Regions from separate parts of the Mus musculus genome. Here region 2 is linked to region 1. A link is a contact called in public Hi-C data. All regions are on one chromosome and are shown on one strand. The core of a region is the stretch at or near the end of the contact, and the rest is flanking DNA. Distances in the headings are between cores, read along the strand shown.

Region 1 (7,047 bases), core at 3,745-6,244:
GACCATCCAAAGCCCACGACTTGCTTCACAAACACCTGCTGAACTAACAGACAGGAAGCAGGCAGCACGTGGCAGACAGGCACCCAGGAAACAGCTCTTCTGATGTTCTGTGAGAGCTGTAGAAGTCTGCATTGGTTTGGAAGGGTCTTCTAGGAGCTGGCTCAAAGCCAGACAGGAGCACCCGGCCTTATGGTGTCAGTAGATGGGGCTTATTAGCACAGCTCTGCTGTGCAGAACCTAGCAGCTCAGGGCCAGATCACTAATTGCAGTCTCAGTTTTGCTTATCTGTAATGAGACTACAAGTCAGGCTTCTATCTGTGATGAGCAAATGCCCTCTAAACACCCATGCGCTTGACCTCAACAAACACCTCGATGACCAAGGGATTTCCATTTTCTCCAGTCCAACCAACAACCTCACCAAAGACCCTTGTCTCTCCTCCGAGGTGACCTGACTCCATCTGCTTCCCTCCCCCTGGCTTCCAGCAGCCCGTGCCCCCCACCACCCCTGTTGCCGAACTACAACCTCTTATGGGCTGCAGCAGAGCCTGCCAGGTCTTACCCAGCGTGACCTCCGCCTGCATGGGCATGGACAGCGCTGGGTGCTTGACCTCACAGCTGAAGAGGGCCTCATTGTCGATCTGCGGGTTGAGGGTCCAGGTGAGCAGGGCCCGCACCTCCACCGTGCCATCGCTGCCTGGGGTGCGGCTGTGGCGCAGGAAGTAGACCGGCTCGGCGCTGTGTACCCAACGGGGGAACTCTCGGCTCACCACTGTCTCTGGGATGTTTTCCGTGGTGGGCTGCACGAAGAGGCTGGGGTCCTGGGTCAGGCTGCGCGCGGGGCGCTCCGTGTAGGGACGTCCAGCCCGGTATTCAGTGTCCAGAAGGGACAGTGACTTTTGCATTTTGGTATCATCCACGTCTCGGTGCAGAAGGCTTCGGAAGGGCCTGCTGTCCTGGACTGGGCCAGAGCTGGCTGCTGGCAGTTCTGTCAGGGGCACGGCATCTATCGGCTCCCCGTCCCGTTTGAAATAAACCTACAGTTGCAAGCAGGACAAGAGGAAAAGCTAACGGTGGGATGGTTTACCTTCCTGAGGGACTCTCAGAAGAGCCTGGGCTTCCCAGTCAGTAGGGACACGGTCACTCCCACCCACTCCTTTCCCACACTCCCCTGAAGAGCTATGGGCCAGCAGGGCATTGTGGGAATACAAACAGGTCTTGAGAGAGATGGTTCAGCCCAACAACACCATCATCGGCAAGCTGGGGGGACTTGTAGCCTCAGTTTCTCCACTTGAAAGAGATATAAGACGACTGACTCCAGGGAGCAATTGGGGCTTAAATGAAGTCGCAGAGGGAGTTTGGTTTTAGAGGCCACTTAACTATCATCTGGGCGCTAGTATGGTTCATTGCTGCTCAGGCGGGGGCGGGGATGTGAATGAGGAGCAAAAGGGATACTGGGGGCAAAATGAGACGTGAGAAGAGGAAGGGAGAAGTGTGTGTGTGTGTGCCTGAGCATGTGCGCATGCGCAGGTGCGCGGTTTTGTGTCCCCCCCCCCCCCCGTGTGTGTGTGTTGTGTCCTGCCTGCTCACACAATTTGGTAATTCCGAGCTGCGAGGCAGAAAACAGGTGCGTGTGTGGGAGGGAGCTAGGTGCAGGGAATGAGGGCGAAAGAAGATGTCTTCTCCCTTTCTCTGCTAATAGGGAATTCAAGTTTTGAGAGGCGGCATTTAATTTAATTTGCTGTCTTCTTATTTTGGTACATGCGCCCGGAAGCCTGTGGGGATTGGGTGTATTTTTTTTTAATAAATCAGATAAATAAATCGATAGGAGACGGGGAGAGAGAAGAGCAGGAAGCTGCGTGCTCAGGGACTCGGTGGGTATAAGCGGAGGGGGAGACTGGGGGGGGAGAGACTGGGGAGTAGGTGGGGTGGGTGGGAGGGGGGTGATATGTGTGTGTGGAGGACCTGTCAAGAGTTTAAAACTCTGCAGAAGAAACCTTGGCACATAATGGTTTGCTTTGGGGCTTTTGCGGTTTTTTTTCCCTTCCCCTTTCTTTGCGTTTCTTTTCTTTTCTTTCTTTCTTTTTTTTGAAAAGTGCTTCAAAAGCAGGTTTGTAATTTATATCAAAGAACTGCTTTCAAGTTCTGACGCTCCAGACAGACACAAGATGCCCGGACTGTCAGGGAATAAGAATCTTTCATATAGACAACTGGGGCGAAGAGAGGAGAGGAGAGAGGAGGGACCAAGTGGGGACGCAGTTTTTTAATAACTGTGTCTGAAGTGGCAGCCTGGTGGTGAGATGAGAAAGGGGTGCTCTCCTGTAGCCCCAGGGCCAGGAAACCCTCCCCTCATGTCTTCCTTTCCCCCAGCTTCGATGATTTGGCTGGAGGCTGGACATTCTGAGGGATTCTGAGGGGGAGCCTGTGAGCCTTGATTCAGCATCGGTGGCTTCTATGCCTCACTGGTGACCTCCTGGCTGTAACCCTATGCCTTTGTACCCCTCTGACCCTTGACTTTCAGGTCTCAAACCCCTAACCCCTCTGCCCTAGATCCTTACCCCAGACCCCTACGTCTCTGCATCCCTGACCCCTGACCACGACATACTGCTGACCTCTGTGCCCCGAACCCTCATCCCAGGCCCGCAGGTCTCTGTGCTCCCTCTTGCTCCTGCACCCTACCAAGGGGTATCTCTATACCTGTCCATGCCTCTGCCTGAACAGTTGATTCTGGGGCTGCAGGCTCAGTCCCTCAGCTCCCACTGCTGGCCCACACATGAGAAACAGTCACATTGGGAAGGTGGAGGGCCACTTACCTGTCCATCTGAATTCTAACTGCAGGTCCTCATTGCCCCAGCTGTACCCGCCCCCCCCCGCCCCGTCGCTATCTTGCTAAATCTGAGCAATGTGTGAAACTCAATGGGTAGAAGACTAGAATATTATTCTAAGATGCCCACACTAGAATCACCCCCAAATGTAGCTCAAAGGCTCTGATATGGGTGCACAGGGGTGTTTCCAGGAAAATTGAGGGATCCATGCCTCCCCTGTTAGAAGTTAGACACATGAGCTTTCGTTGAGTAATTGTTAGGTCAAATGGGCCCCATGGCTTCTGAAACATTGATAGTGTCCAACTCCTTGGCCTCGTAGCAAAACCAAGAAGGGGAGGGGGTGCCTGGTCAGGGTCAGTCCTGGGGATTGGTGTGGCCAGAAGCAGAGCTCAGACCAGGTGCTCTGGGGGCCCACCCCTCCCCTCTGTCTTTCCTCCTGCCCCCTTCTCTCCCCCTTTCCTCTCTTCCTTCTGGGGTGATTTCCTGTGAGGCCCATGGAGGCCCAGGAGGAACAGCGTGCTCGAAGCATGAGAAAACGAACTTGGGTCCCTTTTCTGTGGAAAACACCAGGAGACTATGGTGAAGTCGCCTCCCCATCTCTGGATCCTGTTCTTTGTTCCCCATTCTCCTCAGTATCTAGGAGGGGCATATTGGGTCCTGGGTACTCCTGGAAGTCAACCTTACTATGCCGATCTAGGATGGCAGGATGGGGCGGGCCACTTCCTGTCTGGGTACAGAAATGGTTCCTGAAGGAGGTTCAGAGAGCAGGAGTCTTGGCATACTGAGGGCTGGAACCTCCAAGCACTTACCATGGGCGCCGGCTTCCCTCCTGACACGATGCAGACCAGTGTGAAGTTCTGGGCCTGGTACCGGCTAAAGGGGGCAGGGGAGTCAGCAGCCACGACTTCGATGGAGGTGGGAGGAGCTTCCGAAGGGAAGGAAGGACAGGAGATAGTGACTCAGTTGGGGGGGACTCAGAGTTCTACACCAGGTGGAGCTGCAGTATTGACGGCTATGGGGAGCATTGGGCTCCTTGCTGGAGACACAAGAGTCCCTGCTTCCTGGGACTTTTAACGCACTGAAAGAAACACGGAGCACTGGAGAGGCCATGAGGATTGAAGTGGTAAGGACATCCCAAAGGCATCCAAGTGCAGAAAGGAACCCTGCCCCAGTGAAGAGATCCTGGGGGTCATTGCCAGAGAGGCCACACTGGGCTGTGGTCCGAGGAGGCAGAAGTTGAGAGGAAGGCAGAAACAGCACAGGCAAGGACCCAACGGGGCGGGGCGTGAGGGCTGGAGTGGGGGAGGGACAGCCGAGCTGGGTACTTTGGTTGTCCCAACATCTAGTAAGCCAGGGCAGTGAGTTGTAGGCGCTCACTGTCTGGGCTGGAGCCAGCTCCAACCTGTGCAGGCGACTATGACATTTTCAGGAATTTTGTGAACCAGCTGTTAAACTGTTATGAACTTAAACAGGTCCCCGTGGGTGTCTTCACACCGTAATACCAGTAACTGCAGCAGATCGAGGCCTCCCTCTCCCCTCCTCTGCCTTTAGCACCGCCCTCCCCCCTCCCCCAGAATTCTGGAAAGCCCTCTGATCAGCTCATCACAAACTAAGAGTTTTCTCCTTTCTGCTGAGAGTAGTGGGTGTTAGCATTTTTTCTAGGCTCCACCCCACAGTTACTTGGCAACAGCCGGGCGTGCCTGACTCAATATAAAAGGGGCTGCTCACCCTATCCTCTCTTGTTTCTGCTCTATCCTCTCTTCCCTTCTCCCTCTCCCTAGTCTCCTCCTCGCTCTCCCCCCCCCAACTCCACCCCCCATGCCCTGAGTAAACTCTATTTTATTCTATACCATCCTGTGGCTGGTCCCTCAGGGGAAAGGGATGCCCCAGCATGGACCCTCAGAGGCACCCTCCTCCCTGACACCAGACTACACACTCACCAAACATATTTCTTCTCTCATTATCTTTTTATAAAACATAACAACGAGGGGCCACTGAACGTTTTAAGAGAGCGCGAGGACGGGGGTGGGGTGGGGGTGGGGGGTGGCATCATTTTTGAAGAGCCGGAAAGCACAGCATGTGTTTTAGCTGGACAAGACAGCGTCTTAGACTCCACAGGCTAGGAAAGAGCTAGTCATGTTACTTAAGAGTCATCCGGAGCTGAGAGCTTCTCTCCCTGGAACTGGGCTTACTGTGGGTGGCAGCCTCCTTCTCACCCCATCCCCTCCTTCTCTCCTTCCCCACACCCCACTTCAGTCACCATCATCCTTGTGTCTTGGGGACACTGCCACACTGCGAGCCTCTGACCTCTCCTTGGTTAAATGGGAAGCGTGCAATAGACATGGCCGTAGGACAGAACTCAAGCTAGAGAAACCGCGGGGCTTCACGCTGGGAATTCAACCTGAAGATGTTTCCTTTGCTGTGATTTCCCGACCTCTGTAGGAGGCACCATCTTTGAACTCTGCTTGGGGCAGGCAGTCCGTTCTGGCTTCCCTGGCCTTGGGCCTCTGCGCAGCATGGATGGGGAGCAGGTGGGGGCGGTCAAACAACAAACAAAAGATGCTGGAGACCTTGCCTTCCTGCAGGGGGTTTTCACCCCGGTTGAGTTTAATTAAGTTCACTGAGCATTTCCTGACGCCCGCCAGGTGTGGAGCTCAGTGCCAGGGGCCTGCTGTAGGCATCCAGCAAGGAGGGAGATAAACGTGCAGAGAAGCCCGTGTGCTGGTGGGGACCGGCAAGCGCAGGACCGCTGTGTTTTAGAGCCCAGAGAGATGAGGCCAGGTATAAGCTATTGCTTCGTTCAGGCAGCCACACATGCTGGGGGCAAGAAAAGGGAAGCTGAGCGAGCCAGGAGCTTGGGAGAACAATAGACAGAGAATTGTAATTAAGTGGAAGATGGCTCAAAACAGATGGTAAGTCGGGTAGGAACTGGAAGAGCGGAAATGCACACCAGAACACTTCAATTACCCACAAGTTGCAAACTCTGCAGTGTAACTTTTTCAGAACAGCACTGAGAACGAGATCTTAAGGGAAAGATCGGTGGCAGCCCAGTTTCCAGGAGCTGCTGATTCCAGCCTCACCTCTGGCCTGCCAGGTGGGTGTGCTATTCCCATACTCCGGATGGGCAAAAAAGAGGTGTGGGACCGAACCCAGCATATGTAGCCTATATGTAGCATGAGGTAGAGCTGTGATCAGAATAGTGGCAACCTGGTTTGACAAGGTCTCCCTATGTAGACCAGGCTAGCCTTGAATTCTTAATGATCTATTTGTCTCTCCCTCTGTGTGCTGAGATAAAAGGTTTGTGCCACCAATGCCTGGTCTGGAGCCCAGATTGTCACTTTTCCAGGCTCAGCCAACCTTCAAAGGGACTGGTATCTGTCAGTACCTTTCAGCTGCTGAGAGTTCCTGTTCCCTGGTCCCCTGCAGCATCTCCACAGGCCTGGTGATTCAATTTCCTTGGGAACTGCTTCCTAGTTCTGTTGCCCCAGAGGTCGAGGGCCCTCCCTTCAGTCAGAGTTGAGCATAAAACCCTTCCCCCTAAGCTTACTGTATGTGGTTCCCCCACACCTTAAGTGTCCCCCTGAAAGTTACCCATCCTCACCTCTTTCTGCATCCCATCCCTACCTCCACCAGCCTCATCCCTGACACTACCTCTACCTCCACCTTTGTCATCACTTCCCGTTCTCATCCACATCTTCATCTCCAAAATACGCTAAAGTACAACCTCCAGAATGCTGAAGGGCCAGAAAGGGCAGGTGGACCCTTCAACACCCCCCTCCACCCCCATGTTACTGTATTAATTTTCTATTGCTGAGGCAAAACACCATGACCAAAGCAACTTATAAAAGAAAGCATCTCATTTAGCTTATGGTTCTAGAGGGTTTGAGTCCACGATGGCAGAACAAAGGCATGGCGTGAGGAAAAGCCAAGAGCTCACAACTTAAGCCCCAAGCAGGAGGCAGAGAGCACACTGGGAATGGCAGGAGGCTTTGGAAACCACATAGCTCACTCCCAATGACACACCCCCTTCAACAAGGCCACACTTCTTAGTCCTCCCCAAACAGTTCCACCAACTAGGCCACACCTCCTAATCCTCCCCAAACAGTTCCACCAACTAGGCCACACCTCCTAATCCTTCCCAAACAGTTCCACCAACTACAAACCAAGAATTTAGACACAAGTCTACAGGGGCCATTCTCTTTTAAACCACCACAGTCAACTTCAC
Region 2 (6,423 bases), core at 3,550-6,049, 510 kb after region 1:
GGTGGATAAGTGGTGGTTGGGTCAGTGGGTGTGTGGAAGGATGGATGGATATATGGATCATGGAGGATGGATGGATGGATGGATGGATGGATGGATGGATGGATGGTTGGATGGATGATGGTTAAATGATGGAGGATGGGTGGATGGATGGATGGATGGGTGGATGGATGGATGGATGGATGGATGGATGGATGGATAGATGGAAGGATGGATGGATAGATGGATGGATGGATGGATGGATGGATGGATGGATGGATGGATGGATGGATAAATAGATGGAAGGATGGATGGATGGATGGATGGATGGATGGATAAATGGATGATGGATGGACAGATGGAGGATGGACGGATGGAGGATGGATAGATGGATGATGGTTAAATGATGATGGATGGATGGGTGGACGGACTGATGGATGATGGATGGATGGATGGATGGATGGATGGATGGATGGATGGATGGATGGATAAATAGATGGAAGGATGGATGGATAGATGGATGGATGGATGGATGGATGGATGGATGGATGGATAAATAGATGGAAGGATGGATGGATGGATGGATGGATGGATGGATGGATGGATGGATGGATAAATGGATGATGGATGGACAGATGGAGGATGGACGGATGGAGGATGGATAGATGGATGATGGTTAAATGATGATGGATGGATGGGTGGACGGACTGATGGATGATGGATGGATGGATAGATGGATGGATGATGGATGGATGGATGATGAATGAGTGATAGATGAGTGATGGAGGATGGATGGATGGTGGGTGGATAGAGGGATGGAGGATAGATAGATAGATAGATAGATAGATAGATAGATAGATAGACAGATAGATAGATAGATAGATAGATAGATGAATGCGTAGGTAGATGGATGAATGAACAGATGGAAGATGGACAGGGTAAGTGGATGCATGCATAAATAAATAGATACACAAGGTGCTAGATGATAACTGGGAAACAGCGAGGGAAAACAATCAATATTTGTACTGCAATCTGAGGTTAAGACAAGGCACAAATGCACAGAGATGGGAAGGAGTGTGCACTGGAGCATGGCCAGGGACTATGAAGCCAGACCTCGGACAAGAGGACACACAGCCAAGGAGCAGAGGGCCGAAAGTCAGGGTTTGCTGAGAACCTCAGAAACAGAGGAGGTGAATGGGAGCTCCACTAAGATGAGTAATAGTGCTGACGGATGCCTGGCCCCTGGGTGAGGCCAGGAACCCCGGCCTCCTGGGACCCCTGCCTCCTGGGACCCCAGCCTCCTGGGACCCGGGCCTCCTATGACCCCAGCCTCTGAAATCCAGGCCTAAGCCCAGCTTCCACTCTTCTATGTCCTGGAGGTCTGGTTACTTGCAAACTCTCCCTGAGTTCCATTACAATGGATGAGGCTCTACTGCCTACCTCCAAGCCCCAAGGTTCCTAGAAGCCTTTAATGGGGCTGCTACTTTCTCAGAATCCTTCCTGGGTGTCACTTTCTCTGTCCCCGTCCTAAGGACAGGCCACCACCACCACCACCAGCATCATTGCCACCCCAAGCTGGGCGAAGGGCACTACTCACCCAAAGGTAGCCCTGTGGAAGGGAAGTGCTGACCGCCGAGAAGCCCAGCAGGGGAGAGTTAACAGGACTGTGGACCAGGCCCCCAAGCTGTGGAGACAGAGACAGTATAGCTGGGTTAATCGGTGAGGTTGCCTGACCTCTGACAGGCTTCTGAGCCCATTGGCCCCCAGGTGAGAATGTGACACAGGCCACACCCAGCTCCCCATGCTTCATATTGGATCATCGCCCTTCTAGAACCTTCTGTCCAGAAAGGGCAAGGCAGCTTCTAGATAAGGTTTGTTGAGAGCCCCTAAGCCCCCCTCTCTATACAGGAGGAGAGTGCTTGCTCCTGTACCCCCAGGGGCCTCCTGCAAGGTTCTATAAAGCTGGGGGGGATGAAATGTGAGGAGCAGGAACTCTGCATCAGTATCTGTCAGGAAGATGCACTGGGACAGGGGCCTGGGCAGCTTGCGTAGGGAACCCATGGAAACCAGAACTTGGTCGGCAGTCACCTATCACTGAGTGCCACTGGCTGCTTACGTTCCCTCCTGCTGGGTGGCCTCTCAGAGCTTTGTCTCCTGAGCTGATCTGGAAAGCCTGGCTCTCCGGACAGTACAGAGAGGGCGGTGAGCCAGGCTGGAAGGTTCTGTGTCAATGGACACAAAGACAAACATTGGGCCTTTTCCCTGACAGGTGCTGCCCTCTGCTGGTGAAGAGCCTGCAGGTCCCGCTCTGCTGGGACACTCTAACCAAAATTTCTAACCATCCTGGGCGAGAGAGCCAGACGTTACCTCAGACACCCTCCTCATGTAGCGGTCAGACTGAAGCTCAGAGAGGGGACAGGGATGGCTTGAGGACACACAGCATGTTATGGGCAGAGGCAGGACTAGAACTCTCTCTACCTGGAAGTCCCAGGACAGTGGCCTCAGTACTACAGTGTCCCACACTGATCAAGAAGCAGCCAGAACCTCTGCGTCCATGTCTGTGCTGGCTGACAATGACATCATAGCCCAGACACAGGCATCACCATGGCAATTCCCGTGGGCCAGGTGAGTGGCAGAAATGGGTCTGAGATGGTGGTGACAACCATGGACTTCCTTAAGGGACACTTGTCCAGACCTCAGGCTTGCTTGTGACAGGAAGCCGACTTCTAGGAAGCCAGGCGCACGAGAGAGGCAGGGTACTAGCTGGAGAAAGGAGGCAGGCTTTGCATGGAGCTAGCCTCGGCTCCAACCCTACACCATACACCAGCTCCCTGTATGTAAGTGGGGACCTGACATCTGGCTGGGATGCTCTTAGGGCCTGAAGAAGTCAGCTAAACAATGTGGAGCACAGGCCCGGATGCCTGGCACCCAGCATCCCTGAGGCTCTCAGGGCCTGCATAGAATTCTTCAGCCCTTGGCATGAACCACAGCTGAGTGACTACACAGCCAGCAGGTCAGCGGATACAGCTTGAATGGGTTCTCCATAGGCCAGTGTGCTAGGAGCCTGGTCCTCAGGGTAGCAGGGCAAAGGGGCAAGACCTTTAAGAGGCAGGACATAGAGGGAGGTGATTAGATGCTGGGAACATCATCCCAAGAAGAGATGAATGCAGTTCTCATGGGACCCCAGTTCATTCCCTTGAGAGTAAGCTGTCACCTAATGAACCAGCCTGACCATGAACCCTGCCTTCTAGTCTCACCAAACACTGGCCTCCACATGTGATCCTATCATAATGCTATGGCCCTGAGACCTTACCGGGGAAAGGTCTGGGGCTGTCTGAACATGAGTTGTCCAGCTTCCAAAACAGTGAGGCAAATAAACCTTTTTCCTTTTTACAGTGTCTAACCTCAAGTATTTTGTTATAGCCAGAGAAAACAAACTATTACCAGTTCTGGCTAATGTAGGCTGGTGACCATCAGAACAGAGGCTCTCGACCTGGGAATCTGAGGACTAAGTTGTCTGGCTATATGCCCTCTGTGGGGCCAGGCTACAAGGCACTCAAGCCTCAAGCATCTCAGAGAGCCTGAGAGATGGCTTGGCAGGTAAAGGGGCTTGCCGCCAAGCCCAAAGACCTGAGTTCAATGCCCTAAGCCCACATGGGGGCAGGGGAGAAGAAAATGGATACCCAAATGCGCACCATGGAAAGCCCCCCCCAAGTAAATAAATAAATAAATAATGTAATTTTTAAAACTTAAAGCATTTCAAAATGGACACACTCTACCCTCCCAAACCTGTGGCCTTCAGACAAGCCTGGTTTGTGGCATGTCCTCCCCTGACCTCCCACTGCCCCTACTTTGGAATGGAGTCAAGAGCCCAAAAAGAACCCTCAGACACTCCAGCGGTCCACAGCCTGTGGGAACCCCCAGGGGACCTGCTGGGATGTTCACCTCTCTTCCTTGAACCTTGAGTGCATCGGACACAACTGCATCAGGGGTGCACACATATGCACATGCATATGTGTGCACACAAGTGTCTGAAGGTCAGAGGTCAACACTGTCAACACTGTCAACAGTCAACACTGTCAACACTGGGTATCTTTCTCAACTAACGTCCACCTTCTTTTTTGAGACAGGGTCTCTCACTGAGCCTGGAGCCCCACCTGTCTCTTTCCCCCACCACTGGGATTGCTACAGGTTAGCAGTACACACCGATCTCTTTTATATGAGTGCAAGGATCAAGTTCTTGTTAGTGTGGGAAGCAGTTACCACTAGGCCATCTCTCCAGACCTTTAACCATACAATTTAATCCTCACTGTGACCCAGTAAGGGGGGCACAACTGTCTCTCTGGTTGGTACTAAAGACGTGTTGCTACACTATGAACTACAATGCTTTCCAGTGTCACACGACTGGGGCATTCCAGGCCAGGAAACAACTCCAGCAGGAAGGCTCCCAGTCTTCGCCCTTTTCCAATGGCCAGCTCCTCCGAGACGGGGGTCTGGCACAGCCCAGCATGAACACAGCTGTCCGCTCTGAAGACAGCATTACTCTCAACCCCAGGAAAAGCAGAATTCAACACACACTTCACCGAGCACTTACAGGCCAAGGTCTTGTCTGCCCAGGAAAGAAGCGAGGCCAGCAACTCCCTTGCCCAACTCGAGCCTCCTCAGGGGGAAGAAATGGGCTGGCTGCCCACTCCTGTGGCCACCTGAGAGCCCGAGTGAGTGGAAGAGAAGCTTGGGCAGCCGCCTGCATACACATCTGTTCCCTCAGTAATTGGACAAGGCTGGCAGTCTCCGCTCTAATTCATCCGGCTGCCAGCGCAGCGCTTGATGGGGCACAGCTGTCTGGGCTAGGTAGGAGGCGGGCAGGGCTGAGCTAGAACAGCCCAGGAAATACGGCAAGACAGGCTCTGGCGGCTCCCCCAGGAGCCCCTTCCTTCAGGCCCATTACCCATAGATATTCATGCCTGTCTCTCTCAGCTGATGTGGGGCTCCTCTGCCAGTCCACGTGTTCTGGAGCCCTCTAGCTCCAAGTGAGGAGATACACGGGCCCTCACTCATCCTCCCACGTTCTGGACGGCAGATGAGACAGAAGTCTGCTAGGGGACTCCGCCATCTCTCTCTGACCTATGACAGTTCACTTGGGTGTGGCCTGTGTACCTGCAGAGGCCACACCCCAGGGTCACCCTTGGCTAAACAATGCAAGATCGACCCAGACAATCTCCCCTCCACAGACACTGGCTTCCACTCCAAGGCACACAGGTAACCCCCACTCTTTCATTATTTCCCTTTAAAAAGGCCCAGGCAGCCCATACTCTTCAGGATAACTTTCCTTTGAACGATTACATGGGAGAGTGGAGAGATGGCTCAGCAGATCCGTTAAGAACACTGACTGCTCTTGCAGAAGAACTGGGTTCAGTTCCAAGCACCCACACAGCATCTCACAACCATCTGTAACTCCAGCTCCAGCTGGATCTGATGCCCTCTTCCGGTCTCTGTGGGTACTGCATGCATGTGGTACACACACACAGAGCATGCCAGCCAAATGCCCAGACACAGAAAATAAAAGTGATCAAATCTCAAAGAATTAGATAAATTTTAGGTATTCCGAGGCTTTATTCTTTATCCTGATTGGGTGGGGCTCGATCGGCAGCAGGAGAAACAGCCTTTCTCAATTTTCCCTGCTCCCAGCCCTGGCCTCCAGGGCCCAGGCTGGGCCAGCCTCTGGCAGGGCCCCTGCACTGGACTCCAGGCCTCCTCTTCTATGCACAAAGCCCCCCTCCACGGGTTCAAATCAAGTTCTAGATGACACCACTGCCTGCCTTGGATCCATAGGGACTCTGGGAATGAAACACTACAAGATTCTCGCGGTCTCCCTCGCCCAGGGCCTAGCCTCATCACCCAGAGCCAAGAGTCTCAGTGTCCCCTCCAGAACTCACATTGCAATGTAACAGCCACTGTCACAGCACTAGAAGATGGCTCCTTTAAGAGACAATTAAGCCAAGCTCAATCCTATTCCCTGCCTTCCCTTTTTGATTTGTCTGCTCCATATTGATTTGGTCACTTAGAATGTGGGTCCCCAGGGCCCTCTGGGGTGTGTGTCATTCTTGCTATATGGATCTCTGTTTAATGCCACCTCCTCAGGGGCCTCCCTGAACTTGCTAACTGTATAGCCCCCATTTCCCCCATGCCTACTGTGTCTCTTCTCTATATTCCCCTCGATTCCCTTCTGCGTGCTGAGGTCCTGCCTGTCTTTGTCCACTAGACTGAAGGCCGCATGAGGCGGGGACCTCGTACGTCCCGGTCACCACTGCACACCCAGTTCTAGCATTCAATAGGTGCTCAGGGATGACCCGTGAACAGACAGATGAATGGAGGAATGAACGATGAACTTACATCGCCAAGGTGCTCTGTCAGCTCTTAGCGCCCCAGTCTACAGCCCAGCCCGCA

The links. Hi-C and Micro-C count contacts between places; a contact is called where the count stands out from the background.
Region 2: a contact with region 1 is called in a Hi-C map of the N1E-115 cell line, with 5 times the contacts expected there. The contact joins two enhancer-like sites. A contact is called at or near these places in 1 of 15 datasets of contacts at CTCF or cohesin (stem cell-derived epiblast-like cells), 23 of 484 Hi-C or Micro-C datasets (the N1E-115 cell line, brain, cerebellar granule neurons and 9 more), 2 of 115 datasets of contacts at active chromatin or transcription factors (differentiating embryonic stem cells and embryonic basal ganglia) and 1 of 9 other capture datasets (embryonic stem cells).

The regions. Positions count from the first base shown.
Region 1 is chr4:140,033,792-140,040,838 of GRCm38.p6, forward strand. It overlaps Igsf21 (immunoglobulin superfamily, member 21), which reads right to left. Exons shown (of 10, transcript NM_198610.2): 5 at 3,632-3,747; 6 at 560-1,034. Among named protein-coding and RNA genes, the nearest start is that of Gm52685, 33 kb to the right of the region's middle. Within about 2 kb of position 4,995, at least 38 of the 459 cell types and tissues checked have an H3K27ac peak or open chromatin away from gene starts, as enhancers often do. A contact at or near this core is called in the N1E-115 cell line and cerebral cortex, where this site is marked.
Region 2 is chr4:140,545,427-140,551,849 of GRCm38.p6, forward strand. Arhgef10l (Rho guanine nucleotide exchange factor (GEF) 10-like) reads right to left here. Exons shown (of 29, transcript NM_001290803.1): 23 at 1,574-1,660. Among named protein-coding and RNA genes, the nearest start is that of Gm42335, 56 kb to the right of the region's middle. Within about 2 kb of position 4,800, at least 19 of the 459 cell types and tissues checked have an H3K27ac peak or open chromatin away from gene starts, as enhancers often do. A contact at or near this core is called in the N1E-115 cell line and cerebral cortex, where this site is marked.